Regions from separate parts of the Mus musculus genome. Here all the other regions are linked to region 1. Evidence: chromatin contacts called from public Hi-C data. All regions are on one chromosome and are shown on one strand. The core of a region is the stretch at or near the end of the contact, and the rest is flanking DNA. Distances in the headings are between cores, read along the strand shown.

Region 1 (4,967 bases), core at 1,579-4,078:
GAATTCATCTTAGAAGCTTTCCTTCTTGTGTATCAGGATTCAAAGTTAGCACACTCAACTACAGCCTGCGGGCTTGGCAGGTTCGCGCTCACGCCAGAAACCTCCCACTTTGTGCATCAGGCTGTAGCTAATGTCCAAGCCATGGGGGCGTCCCTGAGTACACGGGAGGATGAAAAGGGCAGCAAAGTACTGAGATTTGCACTGAGGGGAAGAGCCAAAGGAACCCGGCACTCGGCTTGCTGGTCTCAATGCATTCGAGGCATCGAGTAAAGCAAAGTGGCAGGGAGCGAGTCTAAAAGGACAACAGGGATCTGTTGGGCCAGAGCAGGGTGTTCTCAGTCCTACCTGGCAGCGAACCGAACCGCACACCAGGAAGACAGCCCCAGAGGCCATCTGCTCCCCAGGATCGGTGCTGTTCTCCAGGTATGTCATCTCCAGATGACAGGGCTCTGACCTCTCTCTGTCTTGCACAGGTCTAGCTCCGTGATTAAACTCCGCTTGCTGGTTTTCCAGTTACTCCCATAGGGCTTTGTGTAGCAGAATTTTTTCCTTAATTGACGGACTGGGTAATAAAGATGACAAGAAGCCAATCACTGGGCGAAGAGGAGGTGGACCTTCCCTTCTGAGAGAGGAAGAGGGCAGGAGAAGGGCACTTAATTTTTGGACGGAGAAGTGGGAGCAGACAAGATGTATACCAGGAAGTGTTTGGTGCCATCAGGATCTGCTACCAGAAGATTTCTAACTTAGAATAGATGATGAATTTAGGATGACAGATTCCACGCCCAGCAGTTGTTTTATCTGTTGATTCTAAACTAAGCTTGTCTGGTGTTTTTCATTCTGCAGCAACTCAGGTGGGCCAGAGGGAAAGAACTTAGCCGAGGCGGAATTCAGTCAGACTTTGGGATGGGAAAATTAGGCAAGGACTAGGTTATAGAGAAAAGGTAGCGGAGGAGCATGGATCGGCGACAGTGCCCCCCTGGCCAGCCATGGAAATTTGGAAGTGCTGAGTGGGTTTGGCACAGCTACCCATGGGAACCAAGAGAGCTATCTCGGAGCTCTAGAGAGGCAGAGCCAGCGTTGGTGGGAGAGGCCTTGGCAAGGGGAATTATGCGGCCTTGGGCTATGCGCCAATAGCGTGGATTGTTTTTTAGTAATTATACGCAACAGCTTTGTCCTTGTTCCAGATTGGGCAGGCTACCATGCCTTCTGTAGTTTAGCCCTACAATTACACTCAGCTTGTTGATGTCTGACTATTCCCTGCTCCGTGGCTATGCCTCGTGCCTCCTGCCTACCTAGACACCGAGGCACCAGACTCCTTCAATTGCAGCTGTTCCATTCTCTCTCCAAAGTATCTCAGTCTCAAACAGTAGGCCCTCTTCTCAAGATGGTACCTTGCTATACCATTAGATATAAGCAGCAGCATAATGGATTTCTTTTCCAACACTGGCCTGCCATGCAGGAGTCACTGAAATACTGTATCATCTCACTGGATTTATGAATTACCGCCAGTCTTTCAGCAGAGATGCCAAGCTTATCTTCCGTGTGTTATGGCTTTGTCGCCGCAGCCCCCACATCGCCCCTGTAGCTGAGGCTAAGAGATGTTTCCTCTTTCCCCTACATAACCTGTTTATCACTAGCCACAACATGTCATGATTCCCTACATTCTTTCTCTGTATCTTCAAGTAAAGACATTTTGCTACACAACCTTCTTTCTCAGGATCACACCAAGGACGCTTCTGACTGCCACCCTCCAGGCTCCTGTCCCCAGCATGGAACTTGAATGAAGTCAAATATCTTCAAATGGTTAGAAGTTAGATTTCAGACAGTCCAAGAAAATGGCATTGTTTTCTATCACTGTGATCTTGAGTCTCTCACTGTAAGAATTACCAGCTAAATCTTTAAAATGACTCTGTAAGAGAAATAATAAATCTATTTCAAATGCATAAATAATACTGGCTTTACTATAGAAAGTAGCAGTTGAGAAATAAAAAAAAACAAACTGGAGACTGCAGTGACCTCTCTAACAAAGGTGATGCCCCCAAAATCCCTTTTTAAGGGTTTGTTGTTGTTGTTGTTGTTGTTGCCCATCTCTGCCAATCTACCTCCCAGTTTTGTAAGTTATCAATATATTTGCGCTTGAATGAGAAGTGCTGAGATTCCCTGATCACGCGCTGGAGAGCTGGCTCAGAGGTTAAGAGTGCATCTGCCCCTCTAGAGGACTCAAGCTCGGTTCCCAGCTCTCAAACGGAAGCTCACTGCTGGCTGTAACTTCATTCTGGGGATGCTAACTAACATCTTCTGGCCTCTGCTGGCATTGCGTGCACGTGGTGCACACACATACATACAGGCAAAACACTCATTCACATAAAATAAGTAAACAGACAAATAAATAAAATATCCTTCAAGACTATTTTGTAGAATACCTGAAAATTTGGTTTTGTGACTTCGTATGTTTTTGTTGTGAGCCTAGCCTTTAATGGCCCGCCATCTCTCCAGCCCGGTTTTGTGACTTCTTAAAGGCATCAAAAGAGGGACTGAAAACCAGTGATTTACTCCCTGTGTTGAGCCTACAAAACCTATGACGACTGTATTTGTAATCCTTTGCTTTCAGTTTGACAAACGGCTGAGGCTGTCTGCTGGCTTGCTTCACATTTCTTGTCCTTCATGTCTTCTCTTGAGTCCTGTCACTACTCCCCAAACAGACTAGCACTTATGAAGCCAACACACTCAGTAGAATTGAGCCTCTGGTCACCAAGATTGCCTGGCTGGCTCTGCCTCTGCTCAGAAGGCTTTCTTTACCCAACTTCCTTCCTGGATTAGGAAGGTGCCCTCCCACGTAGCCCTCTGCTGCCACCTAGCGGTCAAAGGGTTTATCCACCTTTCCACCTTGTCTATTCCAACGTTGCTCTTGCAAAAGAAATTGGATTTGTTTTAATTTTTCTTCTTCTTTTTTGGGGAGAAGGTCACAAGGGTGGGGTAGATCTGAGAGGACAGGAAAGTGAGTGTTATCAGGTACGTGATGTGAAATGCCAAAACAACTAATAAAAATATTGTTAGAAAAAAACTGGGGCTTTTTCCATATGACAGAAATAAGATATTTTTTAAATGCAAACTTTAATTGTAATACTAAAAATAAAACACTTTTAAATAAATAATTTTGGAATTACCCCATTTCTGGTAATAGTCACCCTCCCCAGCACAGGGCTCTGCATGTAAATGGTAAATGGCTGTTGTAAGTTCTTTTGACTTTCAACTAGACAGAATGAGAAGAATATGTCCAGTGGCTCGCTAAGCAACAAGAGTCTCTTACTTTTTTTCTTGGTTATCTATTGTTGAATTTGAGTATGATTAAACTGCAGTTCCTCCCAATGTTTTCTTATCCCTTCATTTATGTGGGTCCTTAAGGGATATTACCATCTTAGGCACAGAGGACTGCTTCAAGTTTGAATTTAAGTCACACATCTAATTATGAACACTAAATGAATTTTGGTATACAAACTGAAGTCTGTCATAGATTTTTAGCTCTTAAAGTTTATTATTAATAATATAAGCACATTCATTTTTCTTAAAGGGCAGCATTGAGAATTGTACATATAACACATTATGAATAGAAAACAAGTAAATTTTTACCTTATAAGAATAGCTGATACAAAAATAATTCACCTGAGAATAAATTCTCTCACTTTATGTAATATGCTATTTCAAGGGGAAAGATGAGAACTCAATGTTAACAATATTAAAAATACATTAAGAAAAAGCATTTAAAAGCATTTGCTATTTAAAAAAAAAAAAGTCCTGCGTTTTGAATGCTACCTGAAAATGTAAGATGGCATTGTAACAAATGTGAAACGCACGATCGGAATGAGACGCTGAGTGACCAACAAAGAACCGGGAAACCAACACTCACCCTAGTAAAATTAACTGTGCTATTCATTTTCCTAGAAGATATTCTTAAGACTAGTAGCAAAGCATTGTCATATCATAACTGGTTATAAGTATCTATCCTTGTCTTAATAAAATGTAAGATCTTACAGAGCCGAACAGTTCATCCTTCTACCCAAAGAGCCCACTCTGAAACGCAGTCACTGGAAGGTGTGCTTAAAGTATCGAAACATGTTTTAACAGAGAAAACCAAAACTGGCTACAAATAATCTCTGACAAATTAAAGTTTTGGGGGAAAAAAAAGAACCCTGCTTTTTCCTAAGAACAGCATGGAAAGCAGGGAAGAGCCCACAGAAGGCAAACCTCCCAGAACGCTTTCCACTGCTTCCTCCTGACCGGCCCCTCTGCTGCAGACAGCAATGCCTTCAACTCGGCAGAGTCTGCCTTTGTTCTACTCTTACTGTTTGGCCACAGATGGAAAATATAAGGCAGGAAGGTGACGCTGCAGTTTGTTTTCATTTGTTGCTAACAAATACACTTGTTTCTTTACCTGTATTGAAAAGAAACAAAGTTCTGAAAGCAATAATTTAAGATAATTTAAAATAAATCCATGTATAAAACCAAACTATCCACTGTAATATGAATGAACACACAATATAGAAGACTAGACAGTGCAGTCTCGACTTTCATTCCCTAGGAAAATTATATTTTACACTGAGCACACACTGAGCAATGCTAATAGACAGTGACCAAGTCTATATGAGAAAGAAGGCGATATGGCCTGTGTTCACCATCTCTATGAGACAGTTCTGTCTTAGGAGGGCCAAACGCTTTTAAGACACAAATGAAACCTACCCTTTTCGGTAACTGTCCTAGTAAACTATAAATGCAGCTTGTTTGTTTGTTTTTAAGGGTATGTGTTCTAGGTTACAGAGTTACAAAAATCACATCCCCCCCAAAAAAAGGCCCAAGGTACTTAAATTCTAAAAGATAGCTCTTCAAGTTTACGGCACCATTTAGCAATGACTTGCTGAGAAAATACAATGTGCAATTTATAATTTATCAGCAAAAATAAAGATTTCATC
Region 2 (4,967 bases), core at 1,408-3,907, 210 kb before region 1:
TAGTAGTAAAATGTAAAAGGCACTATAAATCCAAAAGAACACTACAAAATTATGTATCAAAATGACTCTTCACAGTCATTTGATTGTTACAGCATGCAATAGTATGGATTTTAATTCTCCATATATTTCTTTTCTGAACAAATACCTTTTGTTCCCTTTTTTATTTATGTGCATGTGCGCATGCTATTATTCGTGCAAGAGCACATGCATACACAAGCATGTGGAGGCCAAAGATCTCTGTCATCACTCTTCACTGTACATATTGAACCAGGGTTTTTCCCTTAGGCTAGAGCTCACCAACTCAGTCTATTTGGCCAGCTGCTCTGAGTACCCATTTCTAGGATTACACATAGGTCTCCATATTCACTAAGCTTTTTTTAAGCCCGCATTTTTATTAGTTATTTAAGAATTTCAAATATGCATAGAATCTGCCTTGGTCATATTTCCACTCACCACTGCTTCTCCTAACTTCTATCAGCCACACCTCCTACCTTGACACCTTCCCCAGTTCTGGACTTTGTTTCTTTATAATCCATTGAGTACAGTTAGTGCTGCCCATATGAGAACTGGTATGGGGGCATCCAATGAATCATGGGATCTTAGCTATTTTTGTACTGCTATGATAAAACACCAGGACCAAAAGCAACTTGCACATGTCGGGGCGGGTATGTGTTTACTTTAGCTTACAGATATGATGCTGCATGAAGAGAAGTCGGTCATACCAACAAATCTTTATGTGGGCTCTGGGGATCTGAACTCTGTCCTCAATGCTTGCACCCCAAGTGCTTGACCCATTAAAATTCTTGCTGAGTCTTCAATTGTTCTTTTATAGACTATCTAAATATGGTTTGATAAAGATAATAATTCTCATGTGCTCATGATCTCTTCTAGTTAAAAATAATTCTGATAATTAAAAACAACTTTTGTTAACACCTTGTGACTTTTAGACTAAAACTTGTTAGAATCAAACAACGTATTCCGTTGAACTGATGGGAGCAATAGTAATCATGTAATTTAAATGTTTTTAAATTTAAAAGGTATGCCTACCAACGTGCTCCTCTTCCCAACTATCAAGTCTCTCTTTATAATCATTGTGACATTCAATTTTCACAACATTTCTATATAACCCTTAATTTTTTAATGTGTGCTGATATAAAACATATCTCCTTTATCATATATTTTTGGCTTCGTTGTTTCAATTAAGATAGAGCTTCCTAAACTGGATGTAAGCACATTCGTCTTTCTGTCATGTGTGTCTTTCCTAAGCAATGTTCTGAGCAGTGACAATATTCATAAACCACATGTTTAGCAACATGTTTACCTGTTTTGTTGACGATCAGTAAGTTCGTGAGGGGCGGCTGTGGTTGCTGGCCTGGTGTGAGGAAGTACATATGAGGGGCAAGCTCCCAACAGTAGTCACTTTGACGGACCATCCTGTAAATATTTGCTGACAAAATATGCAGAAGTCCAATCCCCAAAACCAGAATCCTAAACAGAAAAAATAATTGACAGCGTAGAGCTCTAGCCATTGTCCAGTCTTCAGAGCATTCTTTCAAAGGCATGGATATACTACAAGCAAGGCATTATTAGAGACAGACATTCATATGTGTGGTCCTTTGTCTTGGTTCTTAAATTATTCCTTGTCTTTAAAGTGGGAGCAAAAACCAAGGATTCCCCATCAGCACACTTCGCTTGATGCCCTCTGATCATGGGACAGCTTGTGCAATGTCCTTACATGGCAAGTTGAGCTCTAGCCTTGTTTTCTCTGTGTTTATCCTACTGTTCCCTCTCTGCTGCACAGTGCACCACTCCCCAGACTCACGAGTTGCTCTTTGCTCTTTGCTCTCTGCTCTCCTAACCATTGTCTCTAGTTTTGCTCATGGTAACAGTTTCTTTTTCTTTTTTTTTTTAATTAGGTATTTTCTTTATTTACATTTCAAATACTATCCCAAAAATTCCCTATACCCTCCCCCTTCCATGGCTTGTGCTGTAAGATCAAGAACTGACAAATGGGACCTCATAAAATTGCAAAGCTTCTGTAAGGCAAAAGACACTGTCAATAAGACAAAAAGGCCACCAACAGATTGGGAAAGGATTTTTTTTACCAATCCTAAATCTGATAGGGGACTAATATCCAATATATACAAAGAGCTCAAGAAGCTGAACTCCAGAAATCCAAATAAGCCCATTAAAAAATGGAGTACAGAGCTAAACAAAGAATTCTCACCTGAGGAATACTGAATGGCTGAGAAGCACTTGAAAAAATGTTCAACATCCTTAATCATCAGGGAAATGCAAATCAAAACAGCCCTGAGATTCCATCTCACACCAGTCAGAATGGCTAAGATCAAAAATTCAGGTGACAGCAGATGCTGGTGAGGATGTGGAGAAAGAGGAACACGCCTCCATTGCTGGTGGGATTGCAAGCTTGTACAACCACTCTGGAAGTCAGTCTGGCGGTTCATCAGAAAATTGGACATAGTAACAGTTTCTTAAGCCTCACTGACATAAGCCATTACTTATTTTTGTGTTTTCCTTTCCTTTGATTCCCATTTGAAAAGTTTAAAACTTGGATCCCAGCACTTCAGCACTAATGCGGAAACCTCATCCTTATTTCCTTCCAAGCATGGGTGGCACGGCCACAGCCACTGGGAAACGCAAACGTTGTGAAGTCAGCACAGCTGTTTGACACAGTTCCAGCAAAGCTGGGCTGAATGCTGTGATGGCTGTCCTTCTGTCTCTCACTTCTGGGTTCTTGTCTCTGTGTGTTACATTTGTGGAAACTCTGCATTATGACTCATTGTATGTCTTTTCCTGAGAAAATGATTTCTGAGTCTTTTTTAAGGAAAGTCCTAAACTCACCTCTGCTTTATCTGGCCTCTATTTGGAAAACTTCCTTGTGCCCTAGAGATTGCAATAAGCTAGGATAAACAAAAGCTAGGAAGTTGTAAAGGAGACCACAAGCCCAGGAATCCTCTTCGGGTATCTGCCCTTAAGCAAGCTCAAACAGTATAATTGGTAAAAGGTAAACCCTTACTGACTAGGATAATTAGCAACAGAGTCTAGGCTCCCTTTTATAATATGCTTAGATCTCTCTGAAATTTTAGTTTAGAGATAGGGAATCATACAAGGAACACCCCTGAAAGACTAGACCCCACTAAATTAGGAAGATTGACCAAAATAAACATTTTCTGTCTTATAACATAGATGATGAAATAATATTGTAAAGGGAGATAGGTATTAGTATTTGCTATTCATAAAAAAGACCAGTTTAGGTATTTTCTGCTTGTTTGAGGTGCTTTAAAACTGTAAATACTGCCAGCCTAAAATCAGGCTGTTGTTATATAATAAATGTGTTTGCTTTGACAGAAACATTCTTCAGAATCTTTGAATTGGAGTGATAGGGCTAATAATAAAAATAAAATCTGTTCTATTTGTGCTTTCTAATTGTGACTGAACTTGTAACCCCAGATTTGTAATGGAAAATCAAACACATGTCCATAGATAAAAGGATATACTGTGGACTTCTTGGATAAGCATTAGTCTGTCTTTGTTCTATGAACGGTATAAGTAAAAAGGTGACCTGATTGCTAGTCAGTCCGAGCTGCAAGATTCCTCTGACCACCACACCTGACTCACTCATCCCTTATCTGAGTCACACCTGACTCCTCATCTCCTCTTAGGGGCCATCCTGTCAACAGGCTGGGAAAGGGCCCCAGCACATGAGGAACTCCAAGACTTCTTGCCTGCTGGGCTCTGTGGCTGGCATCCCTCTGTTCTTGCACCTCCCAGTTTGTATTACAAAGCATTTCTGAATTAACTACAAATAGTTTTCTTCTAGTCTTAATCTTGATAATGTCCTCCATTTGAAGCATGTATTCAGCAAGTATTGACTGGGATTCTAGTATAAGTCCTGGCTCCTCTATGTGAACTGATTTACAACTTATTGATTGACCATGAGATGATCTCAGGGCGATAATGTCAAGAGATAAATTCCTTGAGAGACAATTGGTATCTTTTATGTCCAACTCCTAAAAATGCCTGACATCTGGCAGGAATTGATAAGGGACCAATTGCACATAAGAACCACAGAAAAGAGAGAGAATTTGAAGATGTATCAACTTTACAAACCCATTACAGTCCCAGAGAATTCTGTGAAATCTGAATCAGGAGATACACACACACACACACACACACACACACAAGGCTAAGTTCTAAGGTGTTCATTGTTTCTACTGTGGAGACTTTAAAGGAGAGATGGTAATGAAGAAAGACCCCAGGCCTCATACTATCTCTGAGAGATTTTTTTTTTTCATTCTATGTGTTACTATAATAATGTGTGAATACCAAGACTATTAACAGAAATAGCAAGTAGGGACCTGCTCTGGGATTTATTTTTATCGTTTTACTTATGTGTGCTTTAATGCAACAATTGGAATCTGCAACGATAATTTAGTACTCACAGAATAACGATGGATTTCCTTTCATGCTTTAACTTCAAGAAGCGAAGCCTGGTCACTGCACAGAGTTGCTGCCACCATAGAGCCATGCCCCCCTTCATCTTACACCTCCCATTAAGTAAAGAGACAAGTTGTTCTACTTCAGCAAACCTCTCTGGGCTCCTTGCCCCTCCAGCTTGTACATCTTCTGTCATACCAATATCTACAAAACAAAAGCCAGCAATCTCTAATGAGTGGTTAAAGTTTTCTCTGAAAACATTCTTTTTGATCCAGAGATTTTTTTTAAGAGTTCTCTTACAGGAAAACAGAAATTCCAAGAGAAAACAAAAAGGGTCAATATAATATTGACAGTCGACGCTGATTCAAATGATGTTTCTCATAAAGAATACTGTGGGATAGAACAGCACAGAGAGTGCTAATCGTCAGATCATATAAGAGCAGAGCTGACCTACAAGAATTAAGCCAGCATTTTCCCATTTATATTAAGTCACAGAGCAGAGAAAGGTA
Region 3 (4,967 bases), core at 770-3,269, 140 kb before region 1:
CAAAATATTCAGGTTGATTTTGAAAGATTGTTTTTTTTTTAAAGAAAGTGAGATGTGAAACCAATTCAATGCAGCAGGCTTCTCTTCAAAGCAGGATCCAGATATTTAAGTCCCATAACCTAAAAGAGCAGGTTTCCATTTTCAGTTAGGAATAAGTTTCTCTTTTTTAAACCTGATGTGCCCTGTAAAACATGACTTTGAACACCAAACCCTGACACTATTACTGATGCTATGTTGTTCTTGCAGACGATCCTCGGAGAGGCTCTACCAGCACCCGAATGAGACAGATACTGATACTTGCAGCCAACCATTGGGATTTCGGTAGGGACCCCTACAGAAGAGTAGGGGAAGGATTGGAGGAACTGAAGGGGATGGCAACCCCACAGGAAGACCAACAGTGTCAACTAACCTGGACCCCCTGGGAGCTCCCAGAGACTAAGCCACCAACCAAAGGGCATACATGGGCTGGTCCCTGACCCTCAGCACATATGAAGCAAAGCCCTGCCTTGTCTGCCCTCAGTGCGAAAGGATTTGCCTGATCCTGTAGACTTGATGCCCCAAGGAGGGGGGACACCCTCTCAGAGGTGAAGGGGACAGGGGGTGGGAGAAGAACTCTGCAAGAGGGGTACGGGGAGGGGGGCAACATTTGGGATGTAAATAAATAAAATAATCAATTAATAATAACAAACGTGGAAAATAAAACTTGCTTTAATTGCTCCATCATGGAAGTGTTTTTTTTCTCATATATTTGGGATTAATAAAGTCTGGGTGGGTGAATTGGGAAAGAGTTGGGGAACAGGGTGTAAATACAATCAAGACAGGTCTGAAACGCTCAACTAATTTAAAAATAAGATTTAAAAATCAATAAAACATTGCTGGCCTTTCAGTAGTCAGTTACAGTCCTCAGAATGCTTAGAACTAAAGGCAAGGGTCATAACAGGGACTTCCAAATGGCCCAACAGCGTCAACATTAAAGGGTATGCTGGCAGTATAAGATAGTCTCAGTCAGTCACTCTTGGTCCAAAGCTAACACAACTTTAAAGGAAGCCTACAGTTAATGCAGCTCGTTATCTTCCACAGCCTGAGGCCAGGCCCCAAGAAAAACTGTGGGGTGACTGCAAGGCTGCGTCACATCATATTAATGTGCCGTAGTTCCCGCTCTGGTCATCTACAAGTGTAGAGAGCACCTTTCAAGCTGATTTTGTGCCCAAACCCCTGCCACCCTGGAAAAAGGACAGTTTTTGCATTCTATCAGTGAGAACCAAAAGAGCAAGGACTCTGCCTACCTCATTCCTTCTCTGCACAGCGCTCATTTTGCCTCAAGGTCTACCTTTTATGGGTATTCTGTTAGCCTCTCTCTCTCTTTCTCTCTCTCTCTCTCTCTCTCTCTCTCTCTCTCTCTCCCTCCCTCTCCCTCCCCCCTCCCCCCCATGTTTCAGCCCCCTTCTCCTGGCAGCTGCTAATATTTCCAGCTTGTGTGGGGCTTTCTTCCTTTTTTGAACCCCAACAAATCATTCTCAAGTTCCTTTCTGAGATTTTTTTTAAATTCTTTTATCAATGGAACCTAGATTAAACCTGCCAAGGGGACTCTGTGAACTAATATTATTCCATTCGCGGAAAAGATGGTCTAATAAAACTTCATCCCCAAAGTAAGAATTTCTAAATCTTTGCCACTTACCTGAATCAACAGGCTCTCCATCACAGATATAAACTCCTCAGAACTAAAAACACTGTCCATTATTTGCATGAGAAAGAGAATGAGGAAGTATATGGGAATGTCCACCAGAGCCTGTCCACACCAGTAAGCAGACGGGTAAAGGCCTGAAGTCCACAGCTGGGAAAGAACTTTTTTCTGATAATAATAATAAACAAAAACAAACAAACAAAAACAAAACATAAAGATCATCATAAAATCCTAGAAAGCTGAGACCCAGGCAACCACACGCATAGTCACAGCAGCTATTCTTACTGTATCCCTTTAATAACTATTACTCTTGTTTGGAAAATGACATCACCACTTGCCACAACCCTACACCAGAGGGACGGCTAATATTGCAAAACAAGACAGATAAGTTGACTCAGCTCTCCCTAAGGGGTTTTTTTTTAATCTACTGCTGGATACTGTCAAGAGTACGGATGTTAGCGATAGGTCCTTATTAAACACTTTTATATTTAATTTTTTATTTACAAATGCTGAGCTGTTGCGCATGATGCCTTGATTGGCAGCTGTCAGGCTTGTGCAGGGAGACTTTGAACAGGGATGGTAACTCTAGTTCCAGGGAACTGGACATCCTCTCCTAACCTTCATAGGCACGTGCACTATATGCATGTGATAGATAAATGCATGCAGACAAACACTCTTACACTTAAAATGTGTCTGATAGGGCATGGGAACAGAGGCCGGTCCATTATTCACTGGGATGGGAAGCAACAGAATGTGCAGAATTTAAAGGAAAAAACATTGCTACTTTAGTGGTATTCATTCCTGGTGGAGAAGAAACAGTTAACAAATGAGGAAAGTCTTATGACCATAAGCCCCATTCAAATATTTTGCATGGCAGTTTTTAATGGGCCTTATTAAACGGGGAAAAGGTCTGGGTTGAAACTGTCTTTGTGATGAGATATGAGTACCAAGGAGTGTGTTGTAGGAAGAATAGGGTGGTCTCCAAGAATAATTAAAAGCTGTCACTTGCTACTGGTTGGTGGCGCTATCCTGTTTAAGGAAAATGCGTTTTATTCCTATTTTGACAGCCTATTATTGAAATGCTCCATTATATATTGCAACGAACACACACATTAGATTCGCTACCTATGCTCACAAGATCCAAAGGAAGTTTTCCTGGGTGTGAAGGAGATCTGAAGACTTTAATAATGTCTTACTTTGTGGTCACTGATGCTGCCCATCGCAATGTAAGGGGTGAGGCTGGCAGCCACTGGTATCCAGAAAAATGCGTTGCTCATGAATCCGTACTCATAAAGCATGTGTTCCTACAATCATACAGACATGGTAAGCGGAGAGAAAGCAGGTCTCTGACTTGATTGTACTGTCCTCAGTGTATCAGCCAAATAAATGGGCCCGTCCCAAGGTTCTATCTGTAGAACAGAGCTCCCGTCTCTTACTCTAAGATTAAAGCATTTCACACATCAATAGCATTTATCTCTATGTCTATATTTAGCTATCTCCCTTTCTACACACACACAAAACAAAAACAAAACACATAATTTATTATATAATACACATTCTTGGAACACCCATGGAGAAGTTATTTTTTTCTATTTTCATAAACTTATGCCAAAGTAGTTCAGTTCGATATTTATAAAGAGTTATTCTTCTGCTTCTGGATAATGCAAAAGTATTAGATTTAAATGTTTTGGAGGACTAGGCTTTTATAAAGTCATAAGTGCATGGATGTTAGAAAGTAATTCCTTCCTGAGGACCAGATTTCATGGTAGAAGAAGGTGACATTTGAGCTTCCAGAGGAGGGGATAGGGGAGACCAAGAGTCCTTCCTACCCAGTCACGATGCCTATGTACAAACAATGACCAGCATGGCACTCTATTTCATAGGGTGTTATAGTGCCAGTCATATCTTGTTGGCAATCAGTGGCTGTCTAGGGCTAGTGAAGTCATGGTTCTTGAAGGAGAACTTACAAACACCTCTTTACTAAACTAATATAATTTCTAACCTGATTCTAAATGTATCTACATGTAAATTCAAGGTCACCTGAGCTAGTAGCTAGTAATTAGTTTGTAGTTAAGACATTTATTTATTTCATTATTTTTTTGAGACAAAATCTCACAAAGTATTCTGGGCTAATAGCAAACGGTAAGCCTCGTGAATCTATCTCCTGGGTGCTGGGATTAAATGTTTGTGTCCAACAAGACACCTTTTTTAAAAACAGGTGCCATCTCAGAAGGGGAAGAGAAGGAGGTGTTTAGGGCTGGCCACTCTCCTTTTTTGATCCAAGGGGACAGACTTTTGTGAAGGAAATGAAAGAGCAAACCACAGTCGCCATTTCCTACCTGTGTCTCTTACACCACAGGTCAACCCTGCAGTTAAAACCATCATGTTTTTTTATTGGACACAGCAGCCAATGGGAAGGCCAAGAGCAGGCACATTCTTAATAACAAGGTGATTTTAAAAAACAATGGAGTATTCTCATAGTATCATTTTCTAAGGCAAAAGAAATTCAACACAGCAAGGTAAAAGGGAAGACCTGAAATAGGACTCTTTCCATGATCTAGATACCATTAAAGGATATAGGCGCACATGGGCAACATATTTTAAATGAGAGAGTCAAAGAAACATGGTATTTGATATCCTTGGGGAGCTACTTTTATATGAGATAAGAATATTGTAGTTCTAAAAAGGTTCTTTATTTTAAAAAATTGTGTGTTTGTGTGTGTGTGTGCGTGTGTGTGTGTACAGGGAGTCAGTTCTTTCCTTCTACCAAGTGTGTCACAGGGGTTTAAACTCAGAACAGCAGGCTTAGCAGAAAGCCCTTTACCAACTGAGCCCTATCATCTACCACAATGATTCTTTCCTTTAACAGATATACATAGTAAAATATTTATAGATAAAATGATATGATCTCAAATTTAATTAAAAATAGTCTTAAGGCTATGCATTTGTAATAGTTGTATTGGCTTGTAAATGTGGGAGGCTTTAAATTCTCTATTAATGTGTTTGAAATTATATAATTGCTACCTTTAAAATGAGAACTATCCCCACGGTGCCACTTATAATTACCCTGATCTAGTCAAAGGTGAAAGTTCTGTACTGAAATCACCTTTTAAAACATCTCCAAGCAAAACAGTACTAATAGTAACAATAATAAGAACTATAGTTTTTTTTTTTTTAGCAAATTACCTACATATTCATGCCTCATTTTTTGTCCTTGACTATGTTAGCCAAGTGCACACATTGCTGCATTTACCTCAGGAGAAGATTTTGTGGTGAAATTTTA

Evidence for each region. A called contact is a pair of places that touch in the nucleus more often than the background predicts.
Region 2: a Hi-C map of muscle stem cells shows a contact between it and region 1, with 2.4 times the contacts expected there. The contact joins two enhancer-like sites. A contact is called at or near these places in 8 of 39 promoter capture datasets (the 3T3-L1 cell line, cranial neural crest, frontonasal cranial neural crest and 5 more), 5 of 484 Hi-C or Micro-C datasets (bone marrow-derived macrophages, liver, muscle stem cells and 2 more) and 2 of 9 other capture datasets (adipose tissue and embryonic stem cells).
Region 3: a contact with region 1 is called in a Hi-C map of bone marrow-derived macrophages, with 4 times the contacts expected there. The contact joins two enhancer-like sites. A contact is called at or near these places in 3 of 39 promoter capture datasets (the 3T3-L1 cell line and macrophages), 23 of 484 Hi-C or Micro-C datasets (the AML12 cell line, the BV-2 cell line, the C2C12 cell line and 14 more), 3 of 115 datasets of contacts at active chromatin or transcription factors (bone marrow-derived dendritic cells, forebrain and microglia) and 1 of 9 other capture datasets (embryonic stem cells).

The regions. Positions count from the first base shown.
Region 1 is chr11:110,265,858-110,270,824 of GRCm38.p6, forward strand. Abca5 (ATP-binding cassette, sub-family A (ABC1), member 5) reads right to left here. Exons shown (of 39, transcript NM_147219.2): 39 at 3,512-4,967. Among named protein-coding and RNA genes, the nearest start is that of Abca6, 17 kb to the left of the region's middle. Within about 2 kb of position 2,829, at least 92 of the 459 cell types and tissues checked have an H3K27ac peak or open chromatin away from gene starts, as enhancers often do. A contact at or near this core is called in bone marrow-derived macrophages, liver and muscle stem cells, where this site is marked.
Region 2 is chr11:110,058,559-110,063,525 of GRCm38.p6, forward strand. It overlaps Abca8a (ATP-binding cassette, sub-family A (ABC1), member 8a), which reads right to left. Exons shown (of 39, transcript NM_153145.4): 19 at 4,464-4,662; 20 at 1,322-1,488. Among named protein-coding and RNA genes, the nearest start is that of Abca8a, 35 kb to the right of the region's middle. Within about 2 kb of position 2,658, at least 10 of the 459 cell types and tissues checked have an H3K27ac peak or open chromatin away from gene starts, as enhancers often do. A contact at or near this core is called in liver and muscle stem cells, where this site is marked.
Region 3 is chr11:110,128,887-110,133,853 of GRCm38.p6, forward strand. Abca9 (ATP-binding cassette, sub-family A (ABC1), member 9) reads right to left here. Exons shown (of 39, transcript NM_147220.2): 23 at 2,881-2,988; 24 at 1,679-1,852. Among named protein-coding and RNA genes, the nearest start is that of Abca8a, 35 kb to the left of the region's middle. Within about 2 kb of position 2,020, at least 15 of the 459 cell types and tissues checked have an H3K27ac peak or open chromatin away from gene starts, as enhancers often do. A contact at or near this core is called in bone marrow-derived macrophages, where this site is marked.